7 separate regions of the Mus musculus genome follow, and all the other regions are linked to region 4. The links are chromatin contacts, called in public HiChIP or PLAC-seq and promoter capture Hi-C maps. All regions are on one chromosome and are shown on one strand. The core of a region is the stretch at or near the end of the contact, and the rest is flanking DNA. Distances in the headings are between cores, read along the strand shown. Region 1 overlaps Denn2b (DENN domain containing 2B). Region 2 holds the start of Ctr9 (CTR9 homolog, Paf1/RNA polymerase II complex component). Region 3 overlaps Mrvi1 (MRV integration site 1). Region 4 holds the start of Zfp143 (zinc finger protein 143). Region 5 holds the start of Ampd3 (adenosine monophosphate deaminase 3). Region 6 overlaps Ctr9 (CTR9 homolog, Paf1/RNA polymerase II complex component). Region 7 has its middle 15 kb from the start of Gm28863.

What was found. Promoter capture Hi-C pulls out the DNA fragments that hold promoters and counts their contacts. HiChIP or PLAC-seq counts read pairs in DNA pulled down with a chosen protein or histone mark.
Region 1: a contact with region 4 is called in a promoter capture Hi-C map of 3T3-L1-derived adipocytes, with 2.3 times the contacts expected there. The contact joins the enhancer-like site here to the promoter of Zfp143 in region 4. A contact is called at or near these places in 3 of 39 promoter capture datasets (the 3T3-L1 cell line, 3T3-L1-derived adipocytes and the C10 cell line), 1 of 484 Hi-C or Micro-C datasets (embryonic stem cells) and 2 of 115 datasets of contacts at active chromatin or transcription factors (microglia and stem cell-derived neural progenitor cells).
Region 2: a contact with region 4 is called in a promoter capture Hi-C map of pre-B cells, with 12 times the contacts expected there. The contact joins the promoter of Ctr9 here to the promoter of Zfp143 in region 4. A contact is called at or near these places in 14 of 39 promoter capture datasets (3T3-L1-derived adipocytes, the C10 cell line, the HPC-7 cell line and 9 more), 2 of 484 Hi-C or Micro-C datasets (B cells and CD4 T cells), 4 of 115 datasets of contacts at active chromatin or transcription factors (astrocytes, bone marrow-derived macrophages, epiblast stem cells and 1 more) and 2 of 9 other capture datasets (adipose tissue and liver).
Region 3: a contact with region 4 is called in a promoter capture Hi-C map of neutrophils, with 5 times the contacts expected there. The contact joins the enhancer-like site here to the promoter of Zfp143 in region 4. A contact is called at or near these places in 4 of 39 promoter capture datasets (hippocampal neurons, liver and neutrophils) and 2 of 115 datasets of contacts at active chromatin or transcription factors (large pre-B cells and memory CD8 T cells).
Region 5: a promoter capture Hi-C map of erythroid cells shows a contact between it and region 4, with 8 times the contacts expected there. The contact joins the promoter of Ampd3 here to the promoter of Zfp143 in region 4. A contact is called at or near these places in 1 of 39 promoter capture datasets (erythroid cells) and 1 of 115 datasets of contacts at active chromatin or transcription factors (pancreatic cancer cells).
Region 6: an H3K27ac HiChIP or PLAC-seq map of embryonic stem cells shows a contact between it and region 4, with 3 times the contacts expected there. The contact joins the enhancer-like site here to the promoter of Zfp143 in region 4. A contact is called at or near these places in 5 of 39 promoter capture datasets (cranial neural crest, embryonic stem cells, frontonasal cranial neural crest and 2 more), 4 of 484 Hi-C or Micro-C datasets (cerebellum, differentiating embryonic stem cells, embryonic stem cells and 1 more) and 10 of 115 datasets of contacts at active chromatin or transcription factors (acute myeloid leukemia, astrocytes, embryonic hindbrain and 6 more).
Region 7: an H3K27ac HiChIP or PLAC-seq map of T-cell acute lymphoblastic leukemia shows a contact between it and region 4, with 2.6 times the contacts expected there. The contact joins the enhancer-like site here to the promoter of Zfp143 in region 4. A contact is called at or near these places in 14 of 39 promoter capture datasets (the 3T3-L1 cell line, 3T3-L1-derived adipocytes, the HPC-7 cell line and 9 more), 2 of 15 datasets of contacts at CTCF or cohesin (the NIH/3T3 cell line and pro-B cells), 7 of 484 Hi-C or Micro-C datasets (the HPC-7 cell line, cortical neurons, embryonic stem cells and 3 more) and 11 of 115 datasets of contacts at active chromatin or transcription factors (the SCID.adh cell line, T-cell acute lymphoblastic leukemia, embryonic forebrain and 5 more).

Annotation. Positions count from the first base shown.
Region 1 is chr7:109,544,027-109,546,726 of GRCm38.p6, reverse strand. Denn2b (DENN domain containing 2B) reads left to right here. Exons shown (of 20, transcript NM_001001326.1): 5 at 1,499-1,650. Among named protein-coding and RNA genes, the nearest start is that of Snora3, 25 kb to the right of the region's middle. Within about 2 kb of position 1,341, at least 88 of the 459 cell types and tissues checked have an H3K27ac peak or open chromatin away from gene starts, as enhancers often do. A contact at or near this core is called in 3T3-L1-derived adipocytes and microglia, where this site is marked.
Region 2 is chr7:111,027,595-111,030,294 of GRCm38.p6, reverse strand. Ctr9 (CTR9 homolog, Paf1/RNA polymerase II complex component) reads right to left here and starts at 1,344. Exons shown (of 25, transcript NM_009431.2): 1 at 1,114-1,344; 2 at 1-81. The coding sequence starts at 1,158.
Region 3 is chr7:110,976,799-110,979,498 of GRCm38.p6, reverse strand. The region is part of intron 1 of Mrvi1 (MRV integration site 1); the gene reads left to right. Among named protein-coding and RNA genes, the nearest start is that of Mrvi1, 4.3 kb to the left of the region's middle. Within about 2 kb of position 1,273, at least 44 of the 459 cell types and tissues checked have an H3K27ac peak or open chromatin away from gene starts, as enhancers often do. A contact at or near this core is called in memory CD8 T cells and neutrophils, where this site is marked.
Region 4 is chr7:110,060,458-110,063,157 of GRCm38.p6, reverse strand. Zfp143 (zinc finger protein 143) reads right to left here and starts at 1,447. Exons shown (of 16, transcript NM_001374618.1): 1 at 1,383-1,447.
Region 5 is chr7:110,766,770-110,769,469 of GRCm38.p6, reverse strand. It overlaps Ampd3 (adenosine monophosphate deaminase 3), which reads right to left and starts at 1,264. Exons shown (of 15, transcript NM_001276301.1): 1 at 1,091-1,264. It also overlaps B430319F04Rik.
Region 6 is chr7:111,047,690-111,050,389 of GRCm38.p6, reverse strand. Ctr9 (CTR9 homolog, Paf1/RNA polymerase II complex component) reads right to left here. Exons shown (of 25, transcript NM_009431.2): 17 at 1,010-1,126; 18 at 735-880. Among named protein-coding and RNA genes, the nearest start is that of Ctr9, 20 kb to the right of the region's middle. Within about 2 kb of position 1,274, at least 12 of the 459 cell types and tissues checked have an H3K27ac peak or open chromatin away from gene starts, as enhancers often do. A contact at or near this core is called in embryonic stem cells and liver, where this site is marked.
Region 7 is chr7:110,644,257-110,646,956 of GRCm38.p6, reverse strand. No RefSeq gene overlaps it. Among named protein-coding and RNA genes, the nearest start is that of Gm28863, 15 kb to the right of the region's middle. Within about 2 kb of position 1,401, at least 43 of the 459 cell types and tissues checked have an H3K27ac peak or open chromatin away from gene starts, as enhancers often do. A contact at or near this core is called in the NIH/3T3 cell line, the SCID.adh cell line and T-cell acute lymphoblastic leukemia, where this site is marked.

The DNA of each region.
Region 1 (2,700 bases), core at 92-2,591, 520 kb after region 4:
ATTTTCTACTGTACCCTGTTAAGTGAGTTGCAATGCCAGCAGCCTCCTTTTTCAGTCTGGTAGGAGTGGAGGTAAGATACATGCAGGCATCTGCAGGGTAGGCATGGGGCTCAGCATTTGCCCAAACTCAGTCCTGTTCACAATGTAGGAGCAAATCCTTCCCTGGGCATGCTATCTGCCACAGAGGTCCCAAACAGTAGCATTGAGTCTAGGGCAAGACAACAGAGGGGAAGTGAGGGTTGTATTGGTAAGGAGTCTCTGGATCTTGTTACCATCATGATTTCAGTGCTGGGATTAAGCTTAGACTGATGACGCAACATGACTCCTTGGTTTTACTGTGTGTTAGAAAAGCCTCATTAGGGCTGGCGAGATGGCTCAGAGGTTAAGAACACTGACTGCTCTTTCAGAGATCCTGAGTTCAATCCCAGCAATCACATGTTGGTGGCTCACAACCATTTATAATGGGATCTGATGCCCTCTTCTGTTGTGTCTGAAGAGAGCAAGTGTACTTACATGGATGGATGGATGGAAGGAAGGAAGGAAGGAAGGAAGGAAGGAAGGAAGGAAGGAAGGAAGGGAAGAAGGAAGGAAGGAGGAAGGAAGCATCCTCATGGGAGAGGGGATGGCATAGGAAGGTGTAACTTAGAAAAGGATGAATCTCAAAAATCTTATAGTCTTGGGCAGGGACTATGTTTGGGGCTTTCCTAAGATTTTCTGGTAGTGTCAATATAGAGCATACTGCCAGAGATTTTAGAAACTGGTCCTGAGATGCAAGAACTCTCTTCCTTTCTTTTGGCCTGGACTCCTTCCAAGCCTTTCACACTCCCATGTCACCGTGGAAAAGTCTCTGCCAAATGGGGAACAATGAGGATCCTCTCTCTGCTGAGCTTACCCGTAGAAGCGGTAGCTGACATGCTCAGAGAAAGGGATGAACAAAGTCTCACTGAGCACTCACTAGGGCTACTCGGCCCTCTGGTTGCCCAAGACAGTATCTCTTCCTGCAAGACTTGGAGACGTAGGAGTAGGTCAGAGGAGGATCTAGCAAAGCTCTGCTCCCTCGACTCCTTTGAGTTCTTTCATACTTACCCCTAAAACTGGACCCAGGAGACCCACAGAGAGCTGAGTAAAGGGGCGGCTATGGGATCTCAGAAAGCCTTTCCAGAAGCCAATCTCGGGGGCTTTACCAGCAGAAGGCTAGAGCTTGTAGTGTCAGCGTTGTCCTCTGCCAGTCTTGTGCAATCCCTAATTTATAAAGCAGTGGCCAGACAGGGCTGAGTTGAGCTGAGCTGAGCTGAACTGGAGGTGGGGAGTGGGGGCCTCAGCTTCTGCACTTGGAGCCAAGATCTGTTTGTAGCCTCCCCACTGCAGACAGGCAGCTGCGTGACTCATGAGCTGAAGGGCCAGGCTGAAGATATTCTCTGTGCTTCACAGGAATTGTGTGTATATCTCTCACTCTCTCATTCTTTCCTTCTTGTCTCTAACTTTGCCTCCTCTGCAGGAGGGCTTCCCAAGGAGAATCCCTACGAGGATGTGGACTTAAAGAACCGGAGAGCTGGACGAAAATCCCAGCAACTGTCTGAGAACTCCTTGGACTCTTTGCACAGGATGTGGAGTCCCCAAGACAGGAAGTACAACCACCCACCCATGCAGGTAATGCAGCTCTGGCCTAGGCAGTCGGGGCCTGTCCCCAAGCTTTTACTGACGCTATTGTCCTGGCTAGCAGTTGGCAGAGGACTTTGCCTCAGGAGAGGGCTGTGCACTCAGGACCTTCTGCCGTGTTGAAACTGCCTTGGGCAATTGAGATGTGCCTCCAGGGCATCCTATCTTGCCCTCCCCCCCCCCCCTTCACTATTTGTGTTCTAGCAAGAAAACCAAACCAGGAGCTCTTACAAACTCCTATTAGCAGTAAATAAGGGCTTTCTTAGAGACTTGACATTCTGCAGCTCTGCCCCAAATTATCTTAGTTGTGGGATTTGAGGGTTAATGGCAGGACTTAGGAGAGCCAGCTAGTGAGGGCCTGTGCCCTCAAGGTGCTTTCAAGCTTTTCTTAGTCTCTGTTCTCACTAGCACTTAGCAGAGGGGTTGCCTCAGGAACTAGTTGTGTACCTAGGGACTTCTACCATGTTGAAAACCCTATAGGCAGGCAGGTAGGATATCCTCAGGGATGCTTGCCTTCCTGGCAATGTGTGGGATCCACTGTCATGTAGGCTCTGTACTGAAAAGCATCAGTGTTTATAGGGTGGGTATATAGATTAGGGCTGAGAGAAGGGCAGCCCAGGACATTGTAGTGAGGGAGCTACTTGAGTATGAGGCCTACGTTGCTGAGCCCTGGTGGCCAGAGTCCATAGCCTTGTTCTTTCCCTGAAAGAAGTGAGCATGACCAGCCTTTCAGAGTCACATAGCAGAGCAGACTGGCAGGAGAGATTAAGGAGTATTTAGAATGGGGAGATAGCACAGTGTGTAAAATGCTTACTGTACAATGTGAACTCCTGAGCACAGATTCCCCAGAACCCAAGTAAAGCCAAATGCATTAGCAATGGTCTGTAATCCCAAGGTTCCTATAGCAAGACAAAGTGGAGAATCTGAAGAAGCTAGTGGGCTACCTAGCCTGATAGATCCATAAGCAAACCACGTAGAACAGACAAATTGGAAGGTGAAGGTCAACACCTAAAGCTGAACTCAGCCCTGGGCCTGTATAAC
Region 2 (2,700 bases), core at 95-2,594, 970 kb before region 4:
GTGCAGTTGTGTGTGCTCCTGCTTCAGAATGCTGATGACTTCGTCTCCCTCCGGTAACTGATCGAAGTCAAGTTCAATGACCTAAAACACAGAATAAACGTTTCGTTTCCTTTTTAAATTCACAATTTCTCTCTTCTGCGTGTTTTGAATACTCATCAATGCCCATACACAAAGGGTATGTACTCACTTTCAATGGAGTGAACTAATTAATACATGTTCCTATTTAGGAAACACATGGCAAACAGGTTGTAGTCTGGTTTGGTCAAAGCATAGAAAAGCAGGCAAATCCTGTTGGTCGTTCTTCACATCGCTAAAACTATAAAATTCTCAACGACTTGCTTACTCAAAACCAAAATGAAACCTTGTACAACCCATAGGCCAACGAAACACTGATGCCATAGGTCTGAGAGCTTGAGAAACTCTATCCCAGAGGACAGGCAAAGTTGAATACCAACGGTCACTTAAATCACGGAGGCAGTATCGTGGGTCACATACATGCCTAAAATGTGGGCACCAACAATTAGAAGAAAAATATTCTGGAATGTACCCAAGACCACCATATTTTAGAAATGAATTCTACCTCGATCGAAAATAAAAGTGTGTAAAATCTAGTCTGACTGAGGCAACGCTGGAGCTTTATTCGGACAAACCACACGCCATGGATGAAAGTGGGTCGTTGCCATCAGCACACAGGAGCGGCTAAATCTCGGGCCCCTTATCTCGCCCAGAGAGCTGTGTTAATAGTGTGCCTTGACAGACTTTTCTTCCATGGCATTAAGAGCCGTCTCTCAGATACCCAGGGAGATTTAAAAAAATAAACAAATCCCAAGTTGGAGCAGCAGGTAGCCCCTGGGGCACTGACTCCCCTCTGTAAGAGGTGAGGTTTACTCGGCGCTCACACCCCTGCGCCTCGGAAGACAGCCGACTGTCAACAAGGAGCAGGCTGCAGGCGAACTTTCCCGAAGTCCTTGCGGCCAGAAAGGTGACCAGCTGAGTGGTGCCTGGGCCGAGAAGCTCGGCTGCGGCTCTCCCCTCCAAAAACCAAGCGGAGCAAAATCGGCGCTGGGATCGTCCAAGTTCATAGCCCTCCCCCGCTGCACACTCGGCACCCACCTCGTCAGTATCCCGGAGGGGAATCTCGATGGAGCCCCGCGACATGGTGAGCTCTGAAAGCAGGCGCTTCTCACCCCGCCGCTCGGCAGATCGCAGTCCCGGCTTCCAGCCTTACAGAGGTTACCACACCTCACACCCAGCGGAGCTGCCGGAGACCAGCTTCTCCTCTGCTGTCCGCCGCTGAAACAACGAGCTTCAGACCGCGACCGGCCACTTCCGGAGGCCCCGCCCCCTGTCCCGGAAGCACTACCAGTAGGGCGTGTCCCACGCGAGCTCCGCCCGCCTGGCGGCTCTGATGCGTCCTTCTTTGGAAAGACTGATAGTCCTGAGGTTGTTGTTGTGTCAGCCGTAGGTGACCGAGCGCCTTCGGGAACGCGGCATCTGCCGCTAAGGTGTCCAAACTGAGCTCCTCACAGACCCGCGCCGGAGCGGGGAGTGGTGGTGGTGAGGCGAAACCACGCCTCTATGGGCGGGGCCTCTGGTGACGAATTCTATGGGCGGTGCCTTGCCTCTTCGGCCACTTAAGCTTCTTGGGGGATAATTCAATCTTTTATCAGCTTTACAGTCGTTTTGTGTTGTCCCAGCCAGTTTGTGCAAGTCACACTGGTGATGTCGTTGTGACTAGTTTAAATAGACATAATCAGTGAATTCTGAAGTTATGGTAATAATGCACGGATTATTATTTTTATTTGTTGCGTTACATATTTGTATATGGATACATGCGAGCGATGGTGTGGCAAATGGAGGGCAGGGGACATCTTGTGGGAATCAGTTTTCTCCTACTCTGAAGGTCGTAGGGCTCGAACTCAGATAGACAGCGTTGGAGCCAGGCAACTTTTTGCAGACCCTGTTTATTTCTTGAGATATTCTGTATCCCAGGTTGACTTGAAACTCCCGACCTCAGCCTTCTGACTGCTGCAGTTATTGGCATATGCTTGGGCACCTGGCTTATATATATTTCTTAATGTACTTATATTTCTTTAGGAGCACAATGAAAAGGAACTGCTAGGTTTGATTTAAATAAAATCAAAAGAATTCTATTAAACCTAAATAATGAAATTATAGAATTCAAAAACATTTTAGCTCATGATTTCATTATAGAAGAGTATTAAATAGTTTCTTGTGCTTGGAATAAACAAGGGAAGGATCTTAATAAATAAGCGAATAGGCCGGGCAGTGGTGGCATGTACCTTTAATCCCAGCACTTGGGAGGCAGAGGCAGGCTGATTTCTGAGTTTGAGGCCAGTCTGGTCTACAGAGAAACCCTGTCTCGAACCCCCCCCCCCAAATGGGGAATAAAAAGGGTTAGTTTAACTGGGTGTGGTGGCACATGTCTTTAATCTCAACTCTTAGGAGGGAGGAGCAGGAGGAGAGCGCTGAATTTAGGCCATTCTACTCTATACATGGAGTTCCAGGCTAATCTGGGGTTACAGAATAGAGAGATCCTGTCTCAAAACAGAGCCCCCCTCCATCCCTGCTAGCCAGTGTTTTTTAAGATATTCACTGCTCTTTCTCCCAATTTCTTCTGCTGAGCCAAAGCTACTATTATCTCTTTGCCATCTTTTCTTGATTCTTCATCTTCTCTGG
Region 3 (2,700 bases), core at 24-2,523, 920 kb before region 4:
GTGACCTTGGACTGTGACCTGGAGCAAACCTTGCCTTCCCTGCCTGGGGTTTCTCTAGGGGAAATAAAAAGCAAGTGGCAGAAAAGCTCCCCCTGCCAGTAACAAATGCAAAGAGGTGGCTAAGACTGGGCTTGGGCATAGGATTGGACCCTTCTACATTCCATCATGGACGGGGGCGGGGGGCTCATGAAGCTCCGCCCCTCCCTGAGACTGTTGGCAGTTAATGGTAATCTGGTGTCATTTTCTTCCTTGGTGTAGACATTAAGTTGCCTATACTCTAGGAAGTAACCCCCTTACCCATGCTTACAGAGGCGACCTTAGTTAACTCAGTGAGTCAAAAAATAAATAAAAATTTAAAACGGCACAGAAGATGAAGACTAATGGAGAAGAGGGGAGCAGGAATTGGGGGTGGGAATAAGGGAGAGTGTTGAAGGTGAACTTGATCATGATGTATTGTGTATGAAATTGTCAAAACAATGTTAAACTCAGCCAAATATCTTTTCAATAACAATTATACTTAATAATATAATTAAAGCTGTTACTGCAAAAGGAACTGGTCTTAATCAGCACTGATTACTTCTTATTTTCCTTTATTTATAATTTTTATTCAGTTATTCACCAGTAGTAAAAGTAGTCTTTGCTCCTACTAAACTTTCTTGGGGGAAATATAGAAATGGGAATAAAAATAAATTCAGAAATAGTTATAAAGAGAAGAAGCACTTCAGAATCTCATCATTCGGAGATAAGTATTGCCACCATTACAGTAGATATCCTATTCATACTTTTATCATGTAAATAGTGACCAGGGCAGACTCTGCTTAGCTCCTGAGATGGTGTCATTGGGCATGTTTTGAGAGCTACATCTACACGCTTCTCTCTGCCCTTCTCCTCTCTGCCCTTTTCTATCTTTTGAGACCAGGTCTTAGGTAGCTCAGACTGGCCTCAAACTCAACAGGTAGCTGAAGATGACTGTGGATTTCTGATCTTATGCCTCTGTACCCACCATTAACTCTCAGTACATGTGTTACAGCTTATCAAACTTAGGGCTTAGTGTGGTCAGGGAGTCATAGTTATTTTTGTCAACTTGACACAAACCTAAGTCTACCTGGGAAGAAGGAATCTCAACTGAGAAATTGCCTCTATTAGATTGGCCCATGGCCATGTCTGTGGGAGCATTTTCTTAATTGATGATTGATGTGGAAGGGCCCAAGTAAGTGAGCCTGGGCTCTATAAGAAAGGCAGCTGAGCAAGCCACAGGAAGCAAGCCAGTAAGCAACATTACTCTGTGGTTTCTACATGGAGGTCTTGCCTTGAGTTCCTGCTTTGGCTATGCTCTCCCCATGTTGCTTTTGTTTGTGGTTTTATCTCAGCAACAGAAGACAAACATGAACACTAAGCAAGCAGCCTACCACCTGAGCTATATATAACCCAGCCCTGTAGAGTCTTTATATTGTTCTATAGTTTTATAAAGCTAAGACCTGAGTTTTTCTTAGTTGCACATCCCACGGTGATCTCCTGTCTGTAGTGTTAATTATTCTTCAAGCACAATGGTTTCGAAATGGATTCACCGTGCAGAGTCATGTTAGTTGTGGACGTTTAATCAGCCTTCCTGTTGGTGGTGTTTGCAATGTGGGCTTCCCGAGAGGACTATCTGAGCAATACACACAACATGGTCGCTGCTCCGAGTTTGCAGTTCTCAGAGGTGGATATGTGCTGTGTGGCCTGATGTCTGCTAGTGGGCCACTGGCTAGCTTCACCTAACAGGAATCACACAGACCTATTTCTAGGTCCTCTTGGTCTTTTGTACCCAAGGAGGGATTCTATATTTGAAGACCAGTTTTTGGGAATGAGAATTGCTAAAACCGGGACAGGCCTGTGCAGATCGGGAAGTGCTCACCCTCATTTGAGCCCGGTGTGATGTCAACAGCTTTCTGACACTTCCTCGTCTCTCTTCTTGGTAAAACGAGGGTAGGTCTTGGTGCAGCATCTTTGGTGGGCAGTAGCTGGAGTGTAGTAACTTGTTTTGATGGTGTTTCTAGCTCTCTGTTTGTGTTAACTGCTGCTGACTCTTATCACTTTAGATAGAACGTAGTTTCCCTTTTAAGTAAATGCAACAGTGGTTGCTGGCACACACTGAATGCCTGCTGTGTGCTGAATGATGGCCAGTGCTTCACAGAGGTGGCTCATGAAGCTATCATGGCAACCCTTCCAGGCAGCTGCCATTGTGGTCTTCAGCATACAGATCAGGCACAGGGAGGGAAGGACAAGGAACTTACCCAACAACATGAATTTAGTAAGTGGTAGAGCCCAGATTTTGACCTTGGTTCATTTCTCATTGAAAGAATATTAAGTAAATAGACGAATAGGCGGGGCAAAACTGATCAGGGTCATGTGCAAAGACCCAGTTAGCCAACAGCTGGTGGAACAACGGGTAACAGAGCTGGTAGTGTTTGGGTAACTCAACCCCGTGAGGGATGAGCATGCACACTGCTTACAGACTGCAGTATGTGCTGGGGCGATGCAGTTCCCAGAGTGGCCTCCCTTTTGGAGGGACACACAGGCCTTAGCCACATCTCTTGCTGACAAAGTAAACAGAAGTTGCCAGAGGCTTAACAGAGGCAGAGACGTTGCCTTGTGCCTTTAGGCAAAAGGCCTGACCTCTCTCTTTTCCCTCCTCATCCTATAATTTTATCAGTAGGA
Region 4 (2,700 bases), core at 198-2,697:
CTGGTAGGTAAGCATTCCCCCACTCGCTATATCCTCAACCTGCTCTTCTCGTAGGATAGGGCCTTACTCCTAGGTAACTCAGGTTGGCCATAAACTCAATCTGTAGTGGAGGCAGGCCTTGAATTTGAAATTTCTCCTATTTTTGCCTTGATAGCTTAGATTTCAAAGTTGAACTACCAGACTTAGTTTGGACTATTTTAGGTGAATTTGAACGTGTGTATATTCTATCAAAAAGCTGTTATTAGTATACTTGAGATCAGGAACTCAGTGTGTAGCTAGCTGTAAATCTGTAATAAAGAGTAGTCTTGAAATCCTCTTGCCTCAGACTCCGATTGCTGGAATTATAGACAGAGACACCATGCCCAGATAAAACAAACCAAAATAAACAAAGGGGAAGAGTATTTGTAGAGTCGATTGACTCATCTCCAAATACTCAAAATGTCAGGGTAAGATTTATGCTTATTGTTTTGTGATCTTTACATTTCACAATGAATTTACTATATACTTAGAATGAAGAAAGTGTTAAAATGTTACACAAGTTTTTGCCGAATAGGGCTGAACGCATCTTTCCTAGTAAAATTTAGGACCAAACTGAACACAATCTGAAACGTGCAATTTCTCACATTCCCAACGGAATATGCCAGATGATTTGAATATTTCAAAAGGGAAGGCAGAACTTGATTCTAAACAAACAGATGGGCAGTGGTATTCATTTCTACTTATTGAAACATCGTTTAATGAAAGGGAGAAAGTAAAAAATGAGTGAACGAAAGTCCCATTATAAAACATTCCAAGAGACTATTTTTGAATATTCGATGTTAGGCCTCACAGACTTTTGAAGAAAAAAATTGTGAAAACGAATAAATGTGCCTACGATCAGAATAGGAAGAAACCCGGGGGCGATATGCAGGCGTGTCCCCAGCCGCGGGCCCCGCGCCCCTGCTGGGGCCTGCTGAGAACCGAGGCCCGGAGGCCCAGTCCGACCGGCTTCCACACCGAGCGAGCGCCCAGGGACTCGCTCCGCGCGAAGGTCAGGTCGAGCTGAGCCTCCCGGCTCCCGAGAGCTCCACCCTCCCCTCCTGCTCTCCCTCCCCTCAGCGGCCCCCTAAGGGGACAGGCGGGGCGCTGGGTGAAGGGGGGTGGGGTGGCGTCCTCAGAGGGAAAGGCTCCGCCGCCCTAGAGTGGCGGCCTCGGGTTATTAATAAACTCCGATTCTGCCCGGGCTGCGCTACGAAGGCGGCCGTAGGATCGGCCAGGCCTGAGGACCAGCATAAGCAGCTGGAGGGAGAGCCGGGGCCCGAGTGGGCCCGCGCCGCCGCACTGAGGGCGGCGGCCGGGCGGAGAATAATGCACACTGGGTAAAAACACATTTATATACGAACCTCCGAGAAAATTTTCCAACAATTCCTTCGTCCGACCACCATGCACCAGGACAGGAAACAGCCGCCCGGCCCCCAAGCCCCGCAACCCGCATAGCAATTCTGAGTCCCGCCCCTACCCTCCATTGGGCTGTCTTTACGTCACTCACTGGAAGACTCTTGCTCTCGATTGGTCTAGATTTAGCTGACGGGCAGGAAACCGCCACTAACTACGCCCACCTCACCTGCGTCATTGTTGCCTGACCTTCCTACCCGCTCATGAGTGGCTGGCGCCAGGTACGGAATCAAAGCTTCTGTGCCTGACTGGATGGCGAAACTGCTCATCGCGGACCACTCCGCCCCACGGACGAGTGAATTATGCCGATTCTGGGGCCCCAGCGGGAGGCGCCATTTTGTAGCAAGGGAGGGAGGTTCGTCCTTTTGATTGCCCGGGAGGGAAATAGGGTGATGGGCGCCATTTTCCCTACAGGGCTAATGTGGAACCCATGGAGCTCCCGGTGGCCCTGCCGGAGCGTGTATCGGAGGCCGGATGGGCCTTGCCTTTCTATTGCCGAGTGTTATTTCATTGGAAGGTTAGAGGAAGGCAGGAGGGCGGCCCGAACCTCCCACGCGCTCCCTAGGGGCTCTCGGAGTCGGCCGAGGCCTTCGCTTTGGGTCTCTGTGCCTAGCGCAGCTGATGCCGGAGACTGGGTTCGGAACCTGCCTGCCCTTCCCCAATCTCCGGGCATGACCATGCCATGGGAGGTTGAGCTTTCTGCTTCTGCGGAGATCCCGGCGGAGCCGAGCTTCCGCTGGGAGGCAAAGCGAATGCTCTTAGTGTGTCCGTGGACTTGTGGTCGCTCGGGTCCTTTGCATGCGCTTTCCCTGTTTTGTGAAACTGAAGGATGAAGAAAGCATCTGTTGGGCTCTTTAACCTATTGAGACATTAGTTGTGGCATGTGGTACGTTTTTTTTTTTTTTTAATCCTCTCGGCCCAACCCTTAAGCCATTTCCAATACAAGGCATTTCAGATAAGAGTGCAGTAGCCGCAGTACCAGGTGTATATTCCAATAAGATGAGGAGGTTGACCAGCATTAGCCGTCAGTCACTTGCATTTCAGGTGATGTCATTGATGAAGTCGAAAAATAGCCGGGAGAAACTTGAGTTTGTAACTAAATCTAGTCGGAACCTACAGTATTACCTTCTCTTGCCCTCACCCCATCTGAGACTTTAGTTTGCAGTATAGTTCAGTAGGCTATGAATTTAACCGGAGAGTATATCCCTAAGTGCTAAGAGTAGGCTGTATAGCCTATGCCACATAAGGCCCAATAAATCACAATTT
Region 5 (2,700 bases), core at 15-2,514, 710 kb before region 4:
TGGGGACACTCCCGTTAGAAAACATCTACTAAGGGGCCTCTCAAACTTGCATCACAGGCCTCTGCCAGCCTAGACCAGCCATTAGCAGATCTGCTCTTAAAGCAGCTGCAGGAAGTTCAAGGGCGGAACCAACCTACTACAGCACAAGGGTGTACTCCCAGTGACTTGCCCAGTGACAGGAGGTAAGAAAGGGGTCCTCAAACGGACTCATCATCTGGTCCATACCTCTGCCTCCACCTAGAAGTTCACCCCAGCCCAACACACCCAGTGAGGCTCAGGCACCTAGAAACTTGTCCAGGAGCTCAAAAGCTAGCATGCCCGGTTCCTTTAATTTCCCTAAATCTTGAGATTTTTCTCTAAGCCAGGAACCAGAGGTGCTGCAGGCTCACCAGAGGCCAGGACCCAGGCCACCGCTGGGTAGGGACGGGGAACAGGCTCTGGAGGTGGGAGCTGCGGAGGTTCTGGTCTCTGAGCACAGAGGGGACTGGGCACAGAGCGCCGGCCCAAGGTCAGCGGCGCAGCATCGCGCGCACTCACCGGATTCGGAGGGCAGGGCCATGGGGGCCGGCTGCCGGGCTGGAGCGCAGGTGCCGCGCCGGGCAGGGCGCACAGGGCAGCGGCAGCAGCGCACTGACGCCTGCGCGGCCCGGTACGTGGAGCTGGACCCGACCAGGCCGCGCTTGCAGCCCGTGCCCGCCCCGCAGGAGCCCGCGACTGGTGGGGACCAGGCTGAGCGCTGTGCGGCAGGGCCCGGTGGCGGGGCAGAGAGCCTGTGCAGCGGGATCGCGCACTACCTGGAGGACCCGAAGCTACCCGAGGCGCTGGGCCGCGCTGCCAGCAGGAAACCTAAGCACCCGGGCGCGGCAGCCTCCCTGTCCTCGGCCGGAAGCGAGTCCGGCTCCACCCGGGCTCCGTGGGGCCGCGACACTGTCCCGGGTCAGATGCCAGCAGGGATACCCGCTCTGAGCCTCCCTACCACCAATCTAGCTGCTGCGCCTCGAGGTGTTTGCCCACCTCCTCCTCCCCTCCCAACCAGGACTTTCCCCAAAAAACGAGATTCTAGAGGCATGGTTCCCTCCACGACACTTACTCTTGGTAGCTAAACCGACCAGCAAGCGTTGGTTTTCTCCAGGTGTTGGACCGGTCCCTTGAATCACCTTCCCGCCCCTCCCAACACACACGGGCGCGCGCGTGTACACACACACACACACACACACACACACACACACACACACACACACACACACACACACACACACTTCCTTGCTTCCCAGCCTTCTGCGGTCTAGTTTCTATGCCAGCCCCTCAAAGTCCGGAATGACCTCTGAGTTGCCAAGGCCAGCGGGAGCTTTCTGTGCACCCTTGCTCACCTCTTCCCAGCACTGCAGCCTGCTGACCACGCCTTCCTTCCTGGAACACAGCTCCCAAAGTTAGCACTGGGTGTCTGCCGCCGCTGGCTTCCACAGACTTCCACAGAGTGACCGGTTTCTTAGCCTCCATGGCCTGGTTTTCCATTATGCTGCTCCTGCTCCGAGGAGTCTCGGGATGCCAGCTCCCTGGATCATTTCTGGAGCTAACTCAGAGAATCCAGGCCCATCCAGGTGGTTTTAATGGCCTCCTGCCTGCTGATAAGCTAGTAAACTCTTAGGCCCAGAATACTCTAGAGCGGCAGGTGCATCTCAACCAGAGATTCCTAGGCCCAACTCCTAATTGCCTGCTGGTGGTTTTAGTCTTGACCAGTGACCTCACCCAAGCACCCCCACTTTAAGCCACACTGGGGAGCCACCTTTTGACTTGTGCCTCTTTCACAGAGTTACTGCTACTGTGAGTTTTCATTCACTTCACAGCTGTCTCATTTAAGCACCAAATTTTATTCTTTCTACTTCATAGCCTGATGCTTGCAATCTACATATTTATCAATGATACTCACATGACTGCTAATATACATTACATAGCACACTTAAAATGTTAAAGATGTGATAAAAATGAAGCAATAATTTAAAAATACGACAGGATCTCACTATGCAGCCCTGGCTCACCTGGATTTTGCTATATGGACCCTCCTTCTGCCTCCAGACTGCTGGGATTAAAGGCACATACCATCAACCCAGAAAATTATTTTCCTTTTAATGAATAGTATGCTGCATCTTTTTCTTCTTGCTTTAAAGTTGCCCATGATCGGCTTGGTGAAAGAACCGTGATTAAACTAGTTTGCTAGGCCAGGCTTGGTGGTCCATGCCTTTGATCCCAGCACTCAAGCAGCATACAGCTATCTTTGAGTTTGAGACCGGCCTGGTCTACAAAGCAAGTCCAGGACAGCCAGGGCTCTGTTATACAAAGAAACCCTGTCTAACAGAAAAACAAACAAACAGAAACAGAAACAAAAAGCTAGCTAGTTTGCTGAACCTTAATTTTTTTTAGATTTATTTATGTGCATGAACCTTTTGTTCCCATATATGTCTGTGCATACCTGTGTATTTGGTGCATGAGGAAGTCAAAAGAGGGCATTGTCTCCCCTAGAACTGGAGTTATGAGTGTTATACGTCACCGAGTAGATTCTGGGAATGGAACTTGGATCTTCTGCAAGAACAAGTACTCTTGACTGCTGAGCCATCTCTCCAGGACTCTGGCTGTTGTTATTTGTTTCCTAAGAAGATAGATACCCAAAGATAAACAGAACTCTGTCTCTGCACTTATTAA
Region 6 (2,700 bases), core at 25-2,524, 990 kb before region 4:
TCCTCATATTAAGGCCCTGTTTAATAAACAGAAGTTCATCAAGAAAGGTAAAATATAGTTAATACTGTCAGTAAACTAAGAAATAACCATAGCAACAGGTAGTAAACATTAAACTTTCTAACTAACTGTGTCAGCACGGTGGGTGGGGCAGAAGTCACGAGAGCACTTACTCTTCACCAGATGAGGCAAGAAACATTAACAGAGATGAACAATAGCACAGCTGATCATCAGAGATGGGAGCTTTCATCTACCACACACTGAACTGCTAAGTCCTATAAGGTTAAACACATTTGAACTGAGCTGAATAAATCTGTTAAGCAGTAAGTGATAAGATCTTTAATCCTAGCTTGATGAAAATCAACATCCCATAAAGACACACTGGAACAGAACATGAAACCAACACAAGTGGAGACGAAACAGCTCACAAGTGTAAAACACTGGCTCGGACTGCTGAGAGGTGAATGAAAATCCCCGAGAGCCCACAGCCAGCCAGGCAGCTCTAGGAATCAGGCTTCAAGGCTGACTTGCCTGGACTCTGCCTGGAGTATGGCGCCACCACATGGCAACTGTGTGCTTTGACCTTAAACTAAACTGCTAGCTAGACCTCTAATGCTTGCTTTCCCCTAATGGTTATTATTATTATTTTTCTTTTGAGGAAAATCTTTTTTTTTAATCTCCTGAGGCAGTTTTAAGGCAACAAACCACTGTAAAGCCCCTTTCCTCAGAGCTCTCACCTGTGTGCGAGCTCCAGCTCTTTCACAGCATTAAGGACTTCCTTCAGATTACTTTTTTCATCTTTCAGGACAGAGGTAGCTAATCTTTGCAAGACCAAGGCCACATTAAACATCAGAACTGTGTCACTGGGTGCCACGTGTCTGGCCTGTAAACAGAAAGCAATGCAGGTAGCTTCTTATGACTGAATGCCACCAAAAGCATTCAGTAAACAAGTAAAAGCCAGGCAGCCATTTGGGGGGTGGGGCGGGGGCGGGGGCGGATGCAGTCCTGTTACCTTCAGCAGAGTCTGCTTGCACTCCTGCAGCTTGCCGCACTTGAAGAGGGCGCGGGCCAGGTAGAGCACAACCTCAGTGTTTTGGTGCTTATAGAACTTTCTGAGGCAGTTCTCATACTACAGAAAGGAAATGCTGGTTAGAAACACAGCAGAGCCGGGCAGTGTTGCCGAGTTCCCTTAATCCCAGCACTCGGGAGGCAGAGGCAAGCCAATCTCTGAGTTCCAGCCAGGCTGCTCTACAGGTCAAGTTCCAGGACAGCCAGTACACAGAGAAACTCTGTCTCAAAAATAAACAAACGACAACAGAACACAGCAGGGAGGTATTCTCATGCTGTGTCTGCATTTCAAAGCAGTTTTAAAGCTCTGAAAAGACACTCCAATTTGGCTAATTTCAGAGACTAATCTGGAGTTGACTTCTGACATTAGTCAGTTTACGTATTTACAACATAAAAATCTGTTCACAGAAAAACTAGGATCAAAATACTTTTTCCACTTGGAATTTGGACCAGTGCTGAGTAAAAGGTAAAGAGATTTAAGCCTGCCTGCCTGCCTCAACCTTAGCTGGGAAACCCCTTTCTCCTATCTTTAGGACACAATCCAGAATCAATTCATCATGGCCACCATGACAAGTCACACCTGGGCCCTCTGGGTGACACACTCTTAACATCTTCCTCTGGGATCTGTGTCAATGAGCATACAAGTCTCACACTTCAGCTAGTATGTTGGTCAACCTGCAAATGAACATCTGAGTTCATTTCACCTCTTTACTCTAGTGTGTGTCTGAGATCTGTATCTCACGTGTGTGAAGGGAGGGGTGGATACAGGGGCCAGAAGAAGATGTCAGATGTCTTGATATGTCTTGCTGTCACTGGCTGCCCTATCTCATGGTCAGGATTTCTCACCTGGAGCTTGCCACCCCTCCACCCTCATGGCCTGTTTTGCTATCCCAGTGATTCTCCTGTCTCCACTTCTGACAGCACTAAGAAAATGAACATATTTTTCATGGGTACTAGGAATCTGAACTTAGTCCTCATGACTATGCAGCAAGCACTTCTACACATAGTGTCATCTCCCTAACCCCCAGAGTTAATTTTTATATAAACAACATTTTTGACCACAAGCATATACACATCCTGTTATAGGTAACTGACAAGGTAATTTTCTGGACTATCTCTAATGGCTAATTTGCATTCTAGAAGGCAGTGCTAAGGTTCTGCAGATTGGGATGGCTTGTCTCTAAGAACACAAGCTCTGGGTTGTGCTCTCTGAGCTCTGCAAATCCCTCTGATCAGTTTAGTACGTGAAGCCTGAAGCCTGGACTAACTACTCTTGTCCTCTTTGTTCAGAAGCCTCTTTTGCTCTGACGGTACTCTACTCACAGACACCAAGAGCTTTGTTATCTTTTTTTTTTTTTTTTTTTTTTGGTTTTTCAAGACAGGGTTTCTCTGTCTCTGTGTAGCCCTGGCTGTCCTGAACTCACTTTGTGGACCAGGCTGGCCTTGAACTCAGAAATCTGCCTGCCTCCCAAGTGCTGGAATTAAAGGTGTGCGCCACCACGCCCGGCTGAGCTTTGTTTTCTTTTTTTTTTTTCCCGGCTGAGCTTTGTTTTCTTAATGTCCTGAAAACATCGAGTATACTTTTCCTTACACTGAAGTACTCAGCAAACATGAGAAACTTACAAAATCTACAGA
Region 7 (2,700 bases), core at 152-2,651, 580 kb before region 4:
TACCATGAGCTGTTCATCTGAGTAATTCTGAGAAGCCTTCCTCCTACTCCTTCCTCCCTTCCCCCACCCCCACCCCTACCTCCTCCAGGATTTCTGCAGATGAGTGCATAGGTGATCAGCTCAGTCATTCAATAAATGTGGGCCTAAGTAGGAGCTGTGGCGCAAGACATTGAGTAATGAGCCATCGTATACCTGGTCTTATCAGGCTCAGTCTGATAGGAGAAACTATCAAGGGTCATTTCCTTAATACTTTATGTCATCTAAAAACTATCAGATTTGACTTAAAAAAAATCAGATTTAGCTGAGCATGGTGGAGCACGCCTTTAATCCCAGCACTCGGGAGGCAGAAGCAGGCAGATTTCTGAGTTCGAGGCCAGCCTAGTCTACAAAGTGAGTTCCAGGACAGCCAGGGCTATACAGAGAAACCCTGTCTTAAAAAACCAACCAGCCAAACAAACAAACAAAAATAAATAAATAAATAAACAGATTTATATGAAAATCCATCTAACAGGCTCGTTAATCTCTGCCAATAAAAAAAAAAAAACAAAACAAAACAACAACAAAAGATCACTATTTAAAGAATTCCCAAAATCAATGATGATAACAGAAAGAAGTGTGCGTGTGAGTGCATCTTCCTGAAGACAGCAAAGAGGAAAATCCCACTTTCTAGAACTGTCAAGACAGGTGATGTCTGTCCTCTGTGCCTGCAATCAGATGACTAAGCGCCCCTGTCAGACCCATCCAAGCTTATGACTCTTAACTCTTTACCATTATCTCTACATCTAACCTGAACTCAGAGTCTATCACCTAAGAGTATTATCTTCATTTCCCTGGGGATGCCACTTCCTCAATCTGCCTCAGCTTCCTCAAAGAAGGCAAAGATAAGACATCTGATGATGTCACAAGTAAACGTGAGCTGAAGCCTGCTGGCCAGCTCTACTCGGAAGAGCATTTCCACTTCCGGAGCAGGGCAGGGGGTACTTACGAGGAATACTACCCATTGATACGTCCTTCAGAGAACAGTCTATGCAGGAGCCAGCCTTCAATTATGGCCCATATGGCATCACTGTCCCATGAGGAAGATACTCAAATTCTTAAGGGTTGGATCTTGCTCAAGGGCCCTGTAGGTCCTCCCTGGGTTCAGGGAGTCTCACCAAGCTTATTCTACTAGATGGGGCAGACAGCCATTGAACTAACTTAAAAGACAGCAAGCACCCATGGGACCCTACAGTTTATTCTAGCACACAGCAGACCTGCTGGTACAGAACTATGTAAACATACATTTCACAGCCCCCAAATTCCTCAAGGCACTTGGCAAAGATCAACTGATACACATGCCTAGACTAATTCCAATAATGTATTCCAAAGGAAACAGCAGGTGGCAGCAGAGGGTTACAGTTTTTCACTCTTTGGCATGGCATGAGAACAGAGTGTGGGGCATAATCACATCTGAGTCACCCCACTGGCCTAGAGATGGCTCGCCACCATTTTGTCATGTGAGTAGTGTAGAGTCCTCTCCAGTGGGCTCTGTGCATTTTAAAAAGAGACTCTCCCAAAAGCCCCAGTCCAAAGCCAGAAGTTTTCCTGGTTTCTGTGAGCCGAGCAGGGCAGCGACTGCCGGCAGGATTGTCCAGATCACACCGGCTCTAGCTATGCATCTTTCATAGCCTGTGACCCAATGTCAGGGCATTTTAGTTCACGGCTTCCTCACAAAGGAGAGGCCCTCAAAGAACATGGTGAAGTAGCGGAGTGCCTGACAAGTGAGTTTCCACAGCAGTGTTTTTGCTCCATTATGTTATCCAAAGCTAGAATGTAGGGGCTGAGAAAGGGAATTAATAGAACCTAAAGCTGAGGTACCTGGCAAGTTAGAGACCTTAGAAAGTCCCATCACAACCAGCAGCTGCTGTAGCACTGGGCTCATGGGCTGACAGAGTTATGATCACTCCCCCACTTGGCCCTGTATCTTCCTTGCCTTACGTAGTACTAGTGTGCATGTTGCAGTTGGAAGGTTTGCATTATAGTGCTGTGCTGGATTTTGCAGGCCAGTCCTTTGCTGAATTGCTTTGCAGGACAAGTAAGTAAGGACTGGAGCCTGCCAGATAGCTCAGTGGATAAGACTACTTGCTACCAAACTTGAGGACTTGAGTTTAATTAATCCCTGGGAACCAAAGGATTAAAGAAGGAGAGAACCAACTTCCACCTATTGTGTTCTGACCTCTACATGCACACTGTGGCATGCAAACATGCAGCACTCACATGCGAGCAGACAGACAGACAGAGACACACACACATTCACTCACACATGAAATACAAGCATTGTGAACTGTCAGTTTATTTCATTACAAAATGGTGCTCTAGTCGGGCTCCTTAGAAACACTTGGATTTAGCTGCTCTGTTTCCATCAAAAAATAAACTGAAACACTTATCTTTTAGAGGAGGGTAGAGGGATGGAGGGGAAGATGGAGGAGGAGGGACGGATGAAGGGGAAGATGGAGGAGGGAGGGATGAAGGGGAAGATGGAGGATTTTGCTCTTTGGTAAAATGAACAAAAATTACTAAAGAAAAAAAAATTGGAAATCTGGTTCCTAAAATCCTAACAGATCTTGCAAACAGATGTACTTGTGGGTTTTCTTTCTGAAAGTTGAGTTGACAGAAAACTGAGCCTTGGCCCTTTACAAGTTACATAACTGAACTTGCAGC